Regions from separate parts of the Mus musculus genome. Here all the other regions are linked to region 4. A link is a contact called in public Hi-C and promoter capture Hi-C data. All regions are on one chromosome and are shown on one strand. The core of a region is the stretch at or near the end of the contact, and the rest is flanking DNA. Distances in the headings are between cores, read along the strand shown. Region 1 overlaps Dach2 (dachshund family transcription factor 2). Region 2 has its middle 540 kb from the start of Gm24831. Region 3 holds the start of Apool (apolipoprotein O-like). Region 4 holds the start of Chm (choroidermia (RAB escort protein 1)). Region 5 holds the start of Zfp711 (zinc finger protein 711).

The links. Promoter capture Hi-C pulls out the DNA fragments that hold promoters and counts their contacts. A called contact is a pair of places that touch in the nucleus more often than the background predicts.
Region 1: a promoter capture Hi-C map of second pharyngeal arch cranial neural crest shows a contact between it and region 4. The contact joins the enhancer-like site here to the promoter of Chm in region 4. A contact is called at or near these places in 5 of 39 promoter capture datasets (the C10 cell line, cranial neural crest, hippocampal neurons and 2 more) and 3 of 115 datasets of contacts at active chromatin or transcription factors (large pre-B cells, pro-B cells and stem cell-derived neural progenitor cells).
Region 2: a contact with region 4 is called in a Hi-C map of pre-B cells, with 2.8 times the contacts expected there. The contact joins the enhancer-like site here to the promoter of Chm in region 4. A contact is called at or near these places in 2 of 39 promoter capture datasets (the C10 cell line and pre-B cells), 1 of 484 Hi-C or Micro-C datasets (pre-B cells), 1 of 115 datasets of contacts at active chromatin or transcription factors (CD8 T cells) and 1 of 9 other capture datasets (macrophages).
Region 3: a Hi-C map of rod photoreceptor shows a contact between it and region 4, with 5 times the contacts expected there. The contact joins the promoter of Apool here to the promoter of Chm in region 4. A contact is called at or near these places in 2 of 484 Hi-C or Micro-C datasets (CD4 T cells and rod photoreceptor) and 1 of 115 datasets of contacts at active chromatin or transcription factors (bone marrow-derived dendritic cells).
Region 5: a promoter capture Hi-C map of hippocampal neurons shows a contact between it and region 4, with 3 times the contacts expected there. The contact joins the promoter of Zfp711 here to the promoter of Chm in region 4. A contact is called at or near these places in 3 of 39 promoter capture datasets (the HPC-7 cell line, cranial neural crest and hippocampal neurons).

What each region holds. Positions count from the first base shown.
Region 1 is chrX:113,789,990-113,792,689 of GRCm38.p6, forward strand. All of the region lies in intron 8 of Dach2 (dachshund family transcription factor 2), which reads left to right. Among named protein-coding and RNA genes, the nearest start is that of Gm24831, 460 kb to the left of the region's middle. Within about 2 kb of position 1,367, at least 1 of the 459 cell types and tissues checked has an H3K27ac peak or open chromatin away from gene starts, as enhancers often do. A contact at or near this core is called in second pharyngeal arch cranial neural crest, where this site is marked.
Region 2 is chrX:113,866,621-113,869,320 of GRCm38.p6, forward strand. No RefSeq gene overlaps it. Among named protein-coding and RNA genes, the nearest start is that of Gm24831, 540 kb to the left of the region's middle. Within about 2 kb of position 1,396, at least 93 of the 459 cell types and tissues checked have an H3K27ac peak or open chromatin away from gene starts, as enhancers often do. A contact at or near this core is called in CD8 T cells and pre-B cells, where this site is marked.
Region 3 is chrX:112,310,030-112,312,729 of GRCm38.p6, forward strand. It overlaps Apool (apolipoprotein O-like), which reads left to right and starts at 1,323. Exons shown (of 9, transcript NM_026565.3): 1 at 1,323-1,407. The coding sequence starts at 1,393.
Region 4 is chrX:113,184,120-113,186,819 of GRCm38.p6, forward strand. Chm (choroidermia (RAB escort protein 1)) reads right to left here and starts at 1,396. Exons shown (of 15, transcript NM_018818.2): 1 at 1,322-1,396. The coding sequence starts at 1,370.
Region 5 is chrX:112,599,380-112,602,079 of GRCm38.p6, forward strand. It overlaps Zfp711 (zinc finger protein 711), which reads left to right and starts at 1,351. Exons shown (of 9, transcript NM_001381899.1): 1 at 1,351-1,526.

The sequences.
Region 1 (2,700 bases), core at 117-2,616, 610 kb after region 4:
GCTCTTTTTCTACACATCTGGTAATGATGCCAATATTCTTCCCATTAAATTGAAATCTCAGAAAGCTAAACTTTTCTCCAGAAACCTATTATTCAATTATTCATAATTATGATAATGATTCTTTTAAACCCAGATAACTGCTGCCACTGGGATTAGTTCATTTCATTTTTTTGTTTCTTAAAATACTGTAATCAATTTAACACTTCAAAAATAAGGTCTTTAAGTGACAACTTAGCAGAATCTGAAAAAGATTCTCATGGTGTTTTAAAGAAAAATTTAAATTTATTTAGTGCTACAAATCCCCTGGAGACAGAAACTTCTAGTTGTTAGTGAATTTTCCATTGTTTTTCATTCTTTATAGAATTTTAAAATTAAATTTGGAAAATGGAGGGAAAAGCTTTTAATAGGATGAAATGCTGACTTTTTTCATTTGTATGTAGTGCATCTTCTTTAGACTTGGGTGACTTCCAAACTGATTTGAAACATTTCATTAGCATAAAATTATTTACATTTTCAAGTATATTCAATAACATGATTTCATTATGTTTTGTTTGTTTGTTTGTTTGGTGAGTGAAGGACTGTTTTTGATACCAGCTTTCACAGCCCAGGCTGACTAGAAGCATGTCACCTTCCTGGTTCAGATGTTCATTATTTATTTCACACCTTTATTATTTAACTTGCAACTTGATTTTGTAATATCAAAAGAACAGTAATAAGAGTAAATCTAAAACTCTAATTTTCAATATTTGCATTATTTATCTAATTTGTACTTTAGTGCAGTCTCTGAGGTGTCAGTTGGTTCATGTTGGAAATCAATAACAAAAATAATTGTACCTACAATTCACAAATAGCACCTTTATGAGCAGGTCATCACATGTCAACACACTTTAGAGCAGAATGGCTTTTTCCTTTCTTCTCAAACACACTTATCTCTATTCTTTGTTCCCATTTTTCATCACTATAGAAAGTGGCTAACTAGACTAGGCACTTGGAAACTAAATAAATTCCGTTTTTAAAGCAAGTAGTACTATGAAGCCTTACTTAAAACTCAAGTTCATAAAGCTGTTAATTTCCTCCCTAAGAGTCTGCGTTTGAGAATGAATATAATTCCTATATAAACAACAGCTTAAATGTCTTCATGGTGTTGTAAGCTCAGAATATTTCCTTCAAAGGAGATACGTTATAGTCCCCTTTTAAAAACGTGAGCTGCATTTATTGTTTCCTTTCATCTGTTGAAATAATTACTTTTCTTTTTGCCTTCAATAGTTTGTTCTGGTCATTAACATTTCTGTAAAATTAACTTTGAAAGGTGCTTTTAATGCTCAGATAGACTGCAGTGCACATTTGGCTGTTAAATTCAGCCTGCTTAAGGCTGAACTAATGTTTAACATTCACAGCTATTTGAAGTAGCTCAGTGCCCAGTTTAATGGTGCTGCCAAGGGCAATGATCATATTACTTGTTATTATATTTGGGGGGATTGTTATTCCAGTAATAAAGGCAATCAATGGAATTTCTGAACACAGTGGCTTGAATCTGTTAAAGGGTGCTTTCCTGCTAACAAGCTACAAAATATATTTTGAGCATAAATGTTAGGTGGGAGGCATTTTATTTCATACAAGTACATTGAGAGAAGCAGCTACATTGAAGTGTGTGTATTTTTATATTGATAAGCACACATATAATTGTGAGCATGTTTGTCTATGATAAATGTAAACTCATGAGACAGTTGCCTTATTCTTTTTATAAGAGTCTTTTATAAAATTCATATTATTTTTATTATTAAAAGTTAATGAAGTAAAATAAAATGAATGAATGATCATAGTGAGTCTACTGTGTTGCAAAGCAATTTTCTAGATACTATTAAAATGTAAATTGGCTCTTCTTTTGGGAAACATATAATTCATTTATGAACAATAAAGTCTCAAGAAAAGAGAATCACAAAGTAGTAAAAAAAGTATATGGTAATGAGAGATATGGGCAAGGAATGTTTTGGTGTATCTGAAATGGATTGGTTAGTCTTCAAATGCCTTAAAGACTTGCATTAATCATTGAAAAATAAGTATCTTTTGGTTCTAAAAGGAAAATCTGAGTTATACTATGTGATATTAATAAATGAAAAACAATGTTACATACTATTTATGTTGCTATAGATCACAACAGAAAAGTAGAAATTAAGTCTACATTAAGTTGCTTTGCTACTTGTGAAATGTTTAGATTTTATCATTTATATAGTATTCCATCCAAAATAGTTTCAAAATTATTTGTAGCAATTATAATGCAGTAAGATCTTACACAGAACAAGTATCACTCTACTTGTTTTGTAAATATTAACTGTTTTATAAAGTTATCTTGAGAAGTCAATCCTATTTGTCAATCATTTTTCTCAACATTGCCTTGGAGTTAACTAGTTGAGAGCACTGGCTGCTCTTCTCACATGCCAGGTCAAAACCATCTGTAATGTCAATTCTGGAATATCCAATGCCCTCTTCTGGTCACCATGGGTATCGACCATACAAGTGGTTCACAAACACATTAAATAAAATAAAAAATAAAACTTCCTAAATAAAACCTTACATATTGAAACTTAGATATCTGAGTTTCTCTGTTTCAATACTACAAAAAGGGAGTGGTGGAGGGTGGGACAGTTCCAGAGATGGACAGAGGCAGAGAGACAGACAGACAGTGCTATCTTGGGGGCT
Region 2 (2,700 bases), core at 146-2,645, 680 kb after region 4:
TTCTCTCATTGTTTCTTTAGCTGGACAGAGGAGACATTTGTTCATATTTGTGCAGAAAAAGACACACAACACAAATGACTTGTTTTGTTTGCTCTCTTCCTTTTTAACTTATTGTGTGTATTTTGATTTATGTTAACAGTTTTTAAAAGGCATACTTCATTATTGAGAAATTTTGCCGGGCTGTGGAAATGGTTGAGTTGGCAATGCATGATAATCTGAGCTTGAGTCCCTAGCATCCATATGAAAAGATTGTCACTCAGCTCTGGGGATGTGGAGTACAGAGACAAACAGATTCTAAGAGCTCACGGCCTATCACATTTAATTGAATTGGTGAGATCTGTTGAGAGACCCTGACTCAAAAATTAACATAATGAGCAACTGATAAAGATATCAGTGTCAAACATTTGCCTAAACACACACACACACACACACACACACACACATACACACAAACTACACATTCTAGTTACAAGCTTTATTTTTATTATACACACAAAGAGTCTGGTATGTGTCTAAAATAAAATACAATGATCTTTACAACACTAACCAGTTTCATAATATGTAGTTTTCTATCTAGTGCTATGTGTGAGTATGTGTTTGTGCATGTGCTCACTTATGTGTGAAAAAAGTTGGAAGAAAAACTTTATAATTGCTAAGGTTGTTCAAGGACCATCATTATCTCCGCTGACAATTATCACACTGATCTAGGTTTAAAAACTGAATTCTGAAACCTTTTAAGTTGTTGGACTTACCTCTGATCTCCACATATAATTGTCACATGGTTGCTTCTCAGACACTAAAGATATGCATATGAAACAGGAGACTAATCCTTTATTGTAATGATTAAAGAGGACCATGAAATTATTAAAAAAAAAAGTGAGTAAAGAAAAATTTGGATTTAAAGGAATTTATAGTTGTTGATGTCTCTTCACTTAAAATTTTTATTCTATGTTATACATTTCTTTTTCAGTATCTGTGATAATTTTATGTGTGACTACAACTACTAATATTATTCATGTTTTTTAATCTCTTGCTTAGTTATTATTATGAAGATACCATTTTTTTTTACATGCAACTAAGCATTTAACTTGGTAGACTTTAGGTGTAGTAGATCATTCTTCATATTGTGTGTGGAACTCATTCATTTATACAGTGGCTTTAAGAGAAATCATTAAGGTCTTCTGTAGAATAAGCTGTGTCTTAATATCTTTTGGAATGAAAACCTCAGAGTAAATCCTTTCTGGAACTGTTAGCTGTACAACATGCTCAGATATAGGTCTTGTGTAGTTCCACATACATACTCACGAATATATTAATTTCCTATTCTCTGTGTTTGGAAAATCGTGACTAATACAAATACAAAGTTTGGTACTGAGAGTGGCTCTAGAGGAAGTGAAACCACAAGCACTTGCACTGTGTAACTTCCTGAGTAGCTGGGGCTGTAAGCAAGTGCTGCTGCAGCTGCAAGGAAGTTGATCTTAAAAATAACTTCTTTGATCTTGGACTGGGGTTTCAGAAATTGATTCTCTATGGTTGCTGTGTAAGTTACACATTAAAGTGGGCCATATTACTACTGAATTAGAAAGCATAAATAAAATGAATAATTACATATTAAGGAGGTAGGAGTCCAGTGATGATAAATGTGGAAGTAACACAGTGTAGTGGACAGTATACTCCAAATGGCCATCAGCAGAGAATAAAAGGAGAGAAGGATAGTGATGACTAGTTGAATGTGACATCCTTAAGACTGAAACAGATGTGACAGTTAATTTCTTACTTGACACTTATGAGTGTCAAAATCAAATGAGTAAAGGTTATGATTTGGGTAGAAATAAAATGCCACAGTTTTTCAAGTTCATAGACTTAGGCCACTTTAGACATTCAGAATCTCTTGGATGAAAACGATGAGGCCACTAGCAGATAGACACTGCTACAATGCCAACAGTTAACCTTTTCCCAGACTGCCTAAAGGATTACACATGGCTTTTCGTGTGTATGATTATAGATTGAGGGAAAGAAGATCATTAGAATTTTCAGTAATGACCCAATGATGGTTCTGGATTGAAATTAATACCAGGGGAACACAGATGTCATTGTGATCTGTCATTCAGAGCAGGAAGTTACATAGATTATGCAAAACATAGAAATTGAGATCTGATATATTACACTGTATGTACAATGGAAAACTAAATCTGTGATGTTACTGACACAGTTCTGATATAACTGAGTAGACATACATATATTGACTTATTTGGAGAATATACATGAGTTACTAAGAGGCCTTTGGATGCCAGGTGGACAAATGTACATAAGTAAGTTAAGGTCAAATTTAAGACATCTGGACGGATCGTAACAGATATTTGTTCAAACATTATTTAAGGTTTATACTTTGAGAGTGCTTTGCGGGTTTTGTTTGTTTTTATTTCTTTTTATTGAAAATAGACCTTTCTCCTGACACTGTTTCCTCTCCCTTTATACCCCTCCCAATTTCCTCTCACCTCACCTCCCATCCAGATGCAGTCCTGTTTCTCATTAGAAAACAACAGGAGTCTAATGGATAATAATGAAATAAAATGTGGTAAAATAAAATATGACAAAATAAAAACTAACTCATCAGAATTGGATAAAAGAAGCAAACAAACAAAAGAAAAAGCCCAAGAACCAGACACCCCATTCTTGGGAAACCTATAAGAACAATAA
Region 3 (2,700 bases), core at 73-2,572, 870 kb before region 4:
AAATGAACCTGCCTTAAGTATCAAATATGTTTAGTATACCACTAATGCTTAGTATATAGTTTACACTTAAATATTTATTAAATGAATAAGTGAATGCAGTTACCTAATACTGTGAAGTTAATGGGAACATAAATGGACACTCTTTGTCTCCGAATTATTCACAGAGGCCTCAGGGAGCCTGTACCCTTACAGAGAATAATATACCTCCTCACAATCTAGTCTCCTGGGAACATCATAATCATCATTTTATAATGTATTTTAGATCAAGTCACACCAATGCTAAAAGCCTTCCAATTACATTTCTTTTTATTCTTTTTTAATTAGGAATTTCCATATAATATATTCTGATCACAGTTTTCCCTCCCTCATGTCCTCCCAGATTCTGCCACCTCTGACCCCGACTCCATGCCTTCATCTTTGGAATACAAACAGGCAACTAAAAAAAAAAAGGATAAAACAAAACAAAAGCAAACAATCCACACTAGTTATAGTGACACAGAGAGCCCCTGTTGTGGTATGTTTGTTTTTTCATTGTTGGGACCTACCACTCTCTGTTCCTGATATTACTTTTGCATAGACCACTTGCCTATATTCCTCATGACTTTCTTCAAATCACCCTATCAGCGCCTTCTATCTGTATGAACTAGAAAACTCCATTCCTTCTCAACAGATAGCTTCTACTTTTACACTTTTAATACATTTTATTTACTCTCTCTCTCTCTCTCTCTCTCTCTCTCTCTCTCTCTGTGTGTGTGTGTGTGTGTGTGTGTGTGTGTGTGTGTGTGTGAAATTTAGGCCATCCGGCTTGTCAGCCAGTAAGTACTTCTTACAAGCTGAACCGTCTTGTCAAGGTTCTGTTTTCTTGAATAGTGTTGAGGCCTTTCTAAAATTTTTTTGTCATTTTCTCTTGGTGCTGTATGTAGGTTTTGTAGTGTACTGTGAGCAACTTCCTGACAGAATTGGTGTTTAGTGACAGTTCTAGAATGAATGTAATTGAATTGCCTCAAGGATTGCAGTGGTGACCTGCTCTTGTGACAGACTATATGGTTGTTTATTAAGGCAGTTGAGTTTTAAGTTCTTATCTAGACAAATCCCGTAAACACCCAGTCATTCACCCAAGAAAACAATTTCTAATTGGAGTGTGGAGACTATTCTTAGAGGTTAGATGTATGAGGACTGGAATGTCAACCGCAAAGATAGGCCCTTTGCTCTGAAGAAGTGCTAACCAATTGACTTTGGCGCCTACAAAAGCAATGGCAGGAGGGCGGGGAAAGGGCAGGGCCAGCGGGCTCCTAGCGTAAAGGGGCGGGGCTATGGTGACGCAAGGCAAAGTGAACTGCTTTGTCCCTCTGCGCTCTCCGTCTGAAAACTTGAGCCGAGAGGGTCATAGGTATGGCGGCCTTTAGGGTAAGTGAAAAGAAACTTAGTTTTCCACTCCCCGCTCGCTCTGAGCCCAAGCATTACAATAATTATAGAAGGGACCGTCTATCGTAACTCATGGAGGGAGCCCCTCAGCAAGTGGCGACCTGGAGATGAGACTATGAGGATCGGAGTCTTTAATCTTTGCAGTCTCAACAAACCTCCCTCGCCTTCTCCTTAATCCCTGCGGGTAACTGTTTACACCGCGGGGCTTTAGTCCCGCAACCCGCTGAGTGAGTGATGAGGAAGGCCTGGCCACTCGCCTCTCTGGAGAAGGAAAACAAAACAAAAGGAAACAAAACAAAACAAAAGTTTGGCGCTGTCTTGGTGTGCAGGGCGGGGCTCCCAGACCGGGACATAAGACTTCCTTCAAAAATTAGCTGTGGGCAAAACAGACAAAAGTAGAGATTTCTCAGAATCTGTGTTGTGAGTGGGATTATACATAGTGTTATTCCCCGTCGAATAACCAGTTTCTTTGGAGTTTTATGAGAAAAGGTGCTTTTGTGTAGAAATCGGGGGTAAAGGAAACAAGTCAGCCGACTCGGGTTTCAACATCAGTTTACAAATACTTAACGCATGTATTTTTTTTTAAAGGTATGTAATGACTCTGTTAGGCTTGAAGGCTATAAGATTGTTATTAATTCAATCAGAGGACATTGACTTTTAATATTTCCCATTCTTCACTGCATTTCTCTAGTTTGGGACCTCATACTTTCTTTCAAACTACGGACCATTCTCTTAACTGGACTCTACCCACTCCATTGCTCTGATGGAATCCATTTTCTCCTGTGCTGCCATAGTACTTATATCAAAATGAGACTCTGCCCTGCTACTTTAAAGCCTTTATAGGCACTCCATTATCAGCTCTCAGGGGTCAGGTTACCCTTCTAGATAACAACACTTCACCTAGCCTCTGCACTCCAGCTTCCTCTCCTGTCACCCAAGAACCCTCTCCTGTGTACTTAACTTCCTACTTTATCTCTTCATGCCCCATTTACCTGCTCTTTCTGCAATTCCTAAAGTGCCCTTGCCCATTCTTATTTAATTTCTAGCATGCACGTCTGACCAACCTTTTGATAATGCAACCCCACCTGACCTCTACAAAGTTTATCCTGGAGAATCACAATCAAGTTACCAAAAAAAAAAAAAAAAAAAAAGCCCCAAATAATATTTTTACAATGTTTAAATAGTTTACAATTTTGTATTGGGTAGGGTGTGGTGTGTAGGCCATTGGTAGGAGATGCTTGCTTCTTTTGGTAAACACAGAATGGCTCTTCTAAG
Region 4 (2,700 bases), core at 146-2,645:
TCTGACTCTCCCATTGCATGATGTCTGGTATTTGTGATAATAGTTCAATTTTTAGTCAAAAAAAAAAAAAAAAACCCGAAATCCATTTCTTGGATTGTACTGGCCTTTGGACATTTACTAGCTGTGTGATTTTAGCAAGTTGAGACTTCCAGGCTGCTTCTCTTCTCTGTACTGAAAAGATTACCAATTTTAGCAAGGTTTTTGTCCGTATTATATTATGTGCTTAGTCCATTGAGTAGGGAATGGAAAGCATTCCAAAATGGGTTGCTATTATTTTTACTCTAAACCTGAAAATGTGGCTGTTCTTACTGTTTGGTAAGAAAGCAAACAGAGTTCATTAACACAATGGACAGGACCCCATTCACCAAAGCTTCTGTGGCCTACCACATTCTAAGACAGTAGACTCCCCGCCCTCCCCAAACTCTCTCTTTTATCCTATGCAAACTACATCCCTTATAGTTAAGAAAGAATTGCTAATTGTTGCCAAGTGTTATTAGGATAACTAGTCAACTAGAAGCTGAAAAGGATTTCTGGCTCCACCCAAAACATGGAGAGCTAATGATGGAAAAGCAAGGAGAAGCTGAGGTCAGACACGGAATGTGAAAAACTGGAGCTTACTCTCAGAACATCTAGTTGTGGTGTATGGATGGGTGACAGGAAACAAGATGCTTCCTGTCTGCATCATAAACTAGGATGCTTTAAACTTCGTAATGCAGGAATAGGGGCTACCTCAAGAAAAAAAATTAAGCTACCCAAGACGACAGAAAAGAATACGTTTCCTTTCCTTTAATAAAAATACACACGGATAACGACTGAGCATCATTCTTATAAAACTGTAAATTAAGCTTCATTTGAGCTGCAAAGTACCCTAGAATCATGTAAGTATATGGGGGCGGGGGTGTCCTAAGAAATGGCGACACGAAACGATAGGGAATATAACCTTGAAATCAACAAGGAGGGAAGGTGGTAATTATTTGTGCCGATGGCGTCTCCATTGATCAAATCCCGACCCTCCATTCTCATGACACTGCAAACCCACCCTCCTCTAAGGAAATTAACAGGAATCACCGCACCAACCAACCTCAGCAATCGGCATCGACCAGATCGACCCCTACTCAAAAGGCGCAAAACACCGCGGGTCCAAGCCCCTCCCTGGAGCTGCCAAGTCCTGCGCTGACTCCACACTACCTCACTTCCTTTCTGTCCTCCCTCCCAGGCTCGACCCCCGCCGTTTCTCGCCAACCCTCACCACTGACAGAGAAAATAAAAAGCGAGAATGATCTCCTATATTTTGTCCAGGAAAAATCAGGGCCACACATACCCGTCCCTATTACGATCACATCAAAGTCCGAAGGGAGATTATCCGCCATCTTGACAGGAAACGTGTCATGTGACTGTAGTTTGTAGATGTGAATTTCTAAGGCACTCCCTAGGTAGAAAGCGGAAGGAAAAACAGTGCATTCTGGGTGTTGTAGTTCTAGAGACGCGGGTGCAGGTAGGCGACAACAGAGTAGTTTTTAAAATGTTATTGCGAATGTTAAAAGTTCTATTTATTTCACAGACTTCAGTGAAACACCTTATTTATCCTAGAGGTTTGATATGGAAAAGAAATGTAAGTATTCGACTCCTCAAGCAAGGATGAATGAGGCAAGTCTGTATACCCCTTTGACAATTACCAAGCAAAAATTGGTCAGAGACGCTCAGTCAGTAATCAATTCAAAAGGGCTCACTTTGAACAAAGGAGTCATTCAGGCCAGGAAAACTGTTACCCTAGAGTGTGTTTGTATTTTTAGAGCCTGAGACCTCTCTTTTCATTTTATACCAGTACTGTCCAATTATTGTATTTGTGCCTTCTCAGTGAAAGAACCAAACCAAAAAAGAAAAGAAAAGAAAAAAAAAAGAAAAAAAGAAAGAAAAAAAAAAGAAAAGAAAAAAATCGTTGCCTAGTTTCCACAGAATGAAATTCCTCATGGAATTCCAAAGAGCCTCCTAGCAATGTAAGTTGCAACATTAACTTTGCTTTAGAGATGGAGGTGAGAGTGGGGGACTGGGAGTGTAAAGAGTATTAAAGAATAGTAGACGGTTAATAAATCTTTTGTTTCAGAATCTGACTTTCTGCCAAATTAAGAAAAACCCAAACAAGTTTCTCCTACGACGTTGCAGAGAAATGATTAAAATAAAATAGACTTAATATAGAAATGGGTATATTTGATAAGGGAGCTTAAGACTGTCTATGCCAAGCAGTTAATATAACTCTTATGAGCATTTTCAAGGTCTGTCAGCTCCCATTCTACCTTATTTAAAAAGTATGTTTGTCTGAAAATAGTAAAGCAAAAAAATAGGCAGAGGGGTACACTGGAGTAAGTAAAGTACTTTTTTTAATCTGAGGAATTATTCCTATAGTTATTTCCAAGAGTTTCAAAATAAATTTGAATGCAAGATGTGGTACTGTGACAATCCTTTAAACCATCTACTATCTGGGATGTCATCTACTTATCGTTCTCCATACACTGTTTTCTTCTCAATCTCTGTGACCTCCACACTCTAGCTTTTCCCTCAGCAAGGAATGATCTCCTCAACTTCTAGGTAATATGCTTAATAACAAGGAAGGGATACATTAAACATTATTAAAGCATTAGCTAATGTATATGTTTCAAAAGAACACATGATTCCACAGAATTATGCACAACTCTATGTATC
Region 5 (2,700 bases), core at 101-2,600, 580 kb before region 4:
CTCTGTCTCTGTCTCCCTCTCTCTCTCTCTCTCTCTCTCTCACACACACACACACACACACACACACAACTACACTTTCTCTCCAAGTTTCTTCTAAGTACTCAGTTGGAATTGTCACAGGAAAAGACCATTAAGCAGTATTTGGCAAAGTATTAAATACAGAAATAAGCCATTGTATACACTCATAAAAAAAAACCTTTCTTCATCTAGGAAAGAAAACAGAAGTGTAAGAAGTGTAAAGACAGCTAAACGGATGAGCAAATCATTGTTCATAAGTCAAATCTAGACATGGACAAATACCATTTTCTTCTTCCGCTTCTTCCTCTTCTTCCTCCTCCTCCTCTCCTCTTCCTCCTCCTCCCCTTCCTCCAGCCCCCTGGTCAGATACTACTTAAAAGTGTCATATCTTCCTAGATATCTAAAAACTCTCTAGAGGTATATAGTTCTAGGTAACGGAGAAATGATCACAATTATCTAGAACAAAACCATCTTTAAAATTTATTTACTCAACAATTATGAGTTACCCCTCCTTCATCCCTGTTTAAATAGTGCTATAGAGTGATCATATAATAAGGCTTAATTCTCAGAACACAAGACAAGTTAAAATTACAACCTAGCTCATACCTCCTTTTCTGTCACAGTTCATCATTTTTTCTTGCATATCGCCAAATTTTTCACCTTTTTACTTTATGCAGACAGAAGCTAAAAGTGTCATATTCTGGAATTATTTAGTGTTCATTTCATTTAGTTCCCCTGTCTACCTTTTTATTCTGCGTTTTAAAACTTTCTTCGTCAAATTATCTCCATTATAAAAGTAATGAAGGGGTGAATGGAGGGAACCTGCAAATCATATCGGTGGACTGAAAATTCCTCCGTGGTCTCCAGGGTGGGATGTGCACAGAGACCCACACAGAGCGAGTTTTAAATGCCAAGTAATATGTATGAGAGAGAGAGAGAGAGAGAGAGAGAGAGAGAGAGAGAGAGAGAGAAAGAGAGAGAGAGTTTTAAATGACATCTAATATCTATTAGAGGTTCAGCGAGTGGTCATTGCGCTTTGCCCTCTTTCTCCTTATCCCAATTGGGAAACCTGGAAACCAAAATCTTCCCACGGAAACTCCTCAGGGACGTCCCAAGATCGGAGCTTGCGCACTCGGACTCCACCGGCGGCGCAGCCTTGGCTGCGAGTCCGCGGGGTCTCCTAGCACGAACCCAGCGCGGGCTCCACGGTCGGCGTGGCGCGCGCGTGCGCGCGCTCCCCCTTTGGCCCCCTACCCTGCAGCAAGGGTAGCGTGACGTAATGCAACCTCAGCATGTAGGAGCGCTATAAAGCGGGACGAGGCGGCGCGCCTCGCAGACGCAGAGTAGCTCGTGATTGGCTCGGGCTGCGGAACCTCGGAATCCCGAACGAACGCCAGGACCTTCCAGGTCCACGGCTGCCGCCCCCCGCGGCAGTTGAGAGCGCGGCCTCCGACTGCCTGGCGGCGGGGAAGGCGGTGGCGGTTGCAGCCCCGCGGAGGCGGTGACAGGTAAGGGGACTCCTGAGCAGCAACTCGGAAGCCGCGGCTCTGCCAGGCTCAGCGTGTTTCTGGGAGGGGAGAGGCTCCCACCCAGCGTCTCGGGGAGGGCGAAGGGAACAATGGAAGTGGCGTCTAGTCCCCGAGCTTCACCTCTGCCTCCGGAGCCCTGGCTTCCTCCTCCTCCGCCGGCGGAGGCCAGGGAAAGGTTGGCAAGTGAGGGTCCCCCTCCTCAGTCAGCCCTCTGCTCCCTTCGCTCGGAGCCCCCCCGGGGAAGCCAGAGCCGTCGTTGTGGCCGTCGGTGGTTTAGGGTGACAGGAAAATGGCGGAAAACAAAACGGTGGAGAGTGCGGCGTCCCCTTGGCATTTTCTCTCGGCGACCCCCCAGCCCCCACCCCCTCCATGTTCCTCTCGCCCGCGCCCCACGTCGTTGCAGCCGCTCGCGCGCGGCGGGGCGGCGGTTGACGGAGCCTTCGGCGGCACGCCCGAGGGCTAGCAGGCTCTGCCGCTCAAGTGGCCCCGGGGCCGGGCAGAGGACGGGAGCGGGGCTCCGGTGCCGTCAGAGCCGGGCTGTGTGTGTGTTGGGGGGTGCCGTGTGCGGCCACCGTCGCCTCAGCCCCATCACCACCATTTTGCCTGGTGGCCGGCTCCCACGTACGGCGGGGCCGCCGGAGCGAGGGGCGGTGAGCCGGTCGGCCGGGCGCCGTGGGGCGGGGGCAGCGCCGGTGACCGCTGCGCCGCGGGTGAGCGGGGTGGGCGCCGCGGGGGACGCCTCCTAGGCTGGGTCTCGGCGCTCCGCTGAGAACGCTCGCCGGCTCGCCGGCTCTCTTGTTCTTGTTCGCTGGAACATCAGTCTGCTGGGCGACAGCGGAGAGGGCACGTGTGTGCGTTCTGCTGGAAATGATTGAAACTTGGCACGGTCTTGGGAAAGGGAGACTTCTGCGGGAAGAGTGCAGCGTCCAAAGCTGCAATATTGCTACTTGCCAGGGCTCCTTTGTCTATCTCCGCAAATACTACTTTCCCATTCTCTTGCCCAGCAGCCTTAGCATCATTTCTCTTCTATCCCTCGCCCCGTTGACAGCACGGAGAAGCTAGCTCCCCAGCGAGCTGTTTCGAAGAGACATGGGAGAGTAGAATTTGATTTTTGTGTTTTCTGCTTCCCGTGCATTGATAGAAGGGTGTTTAC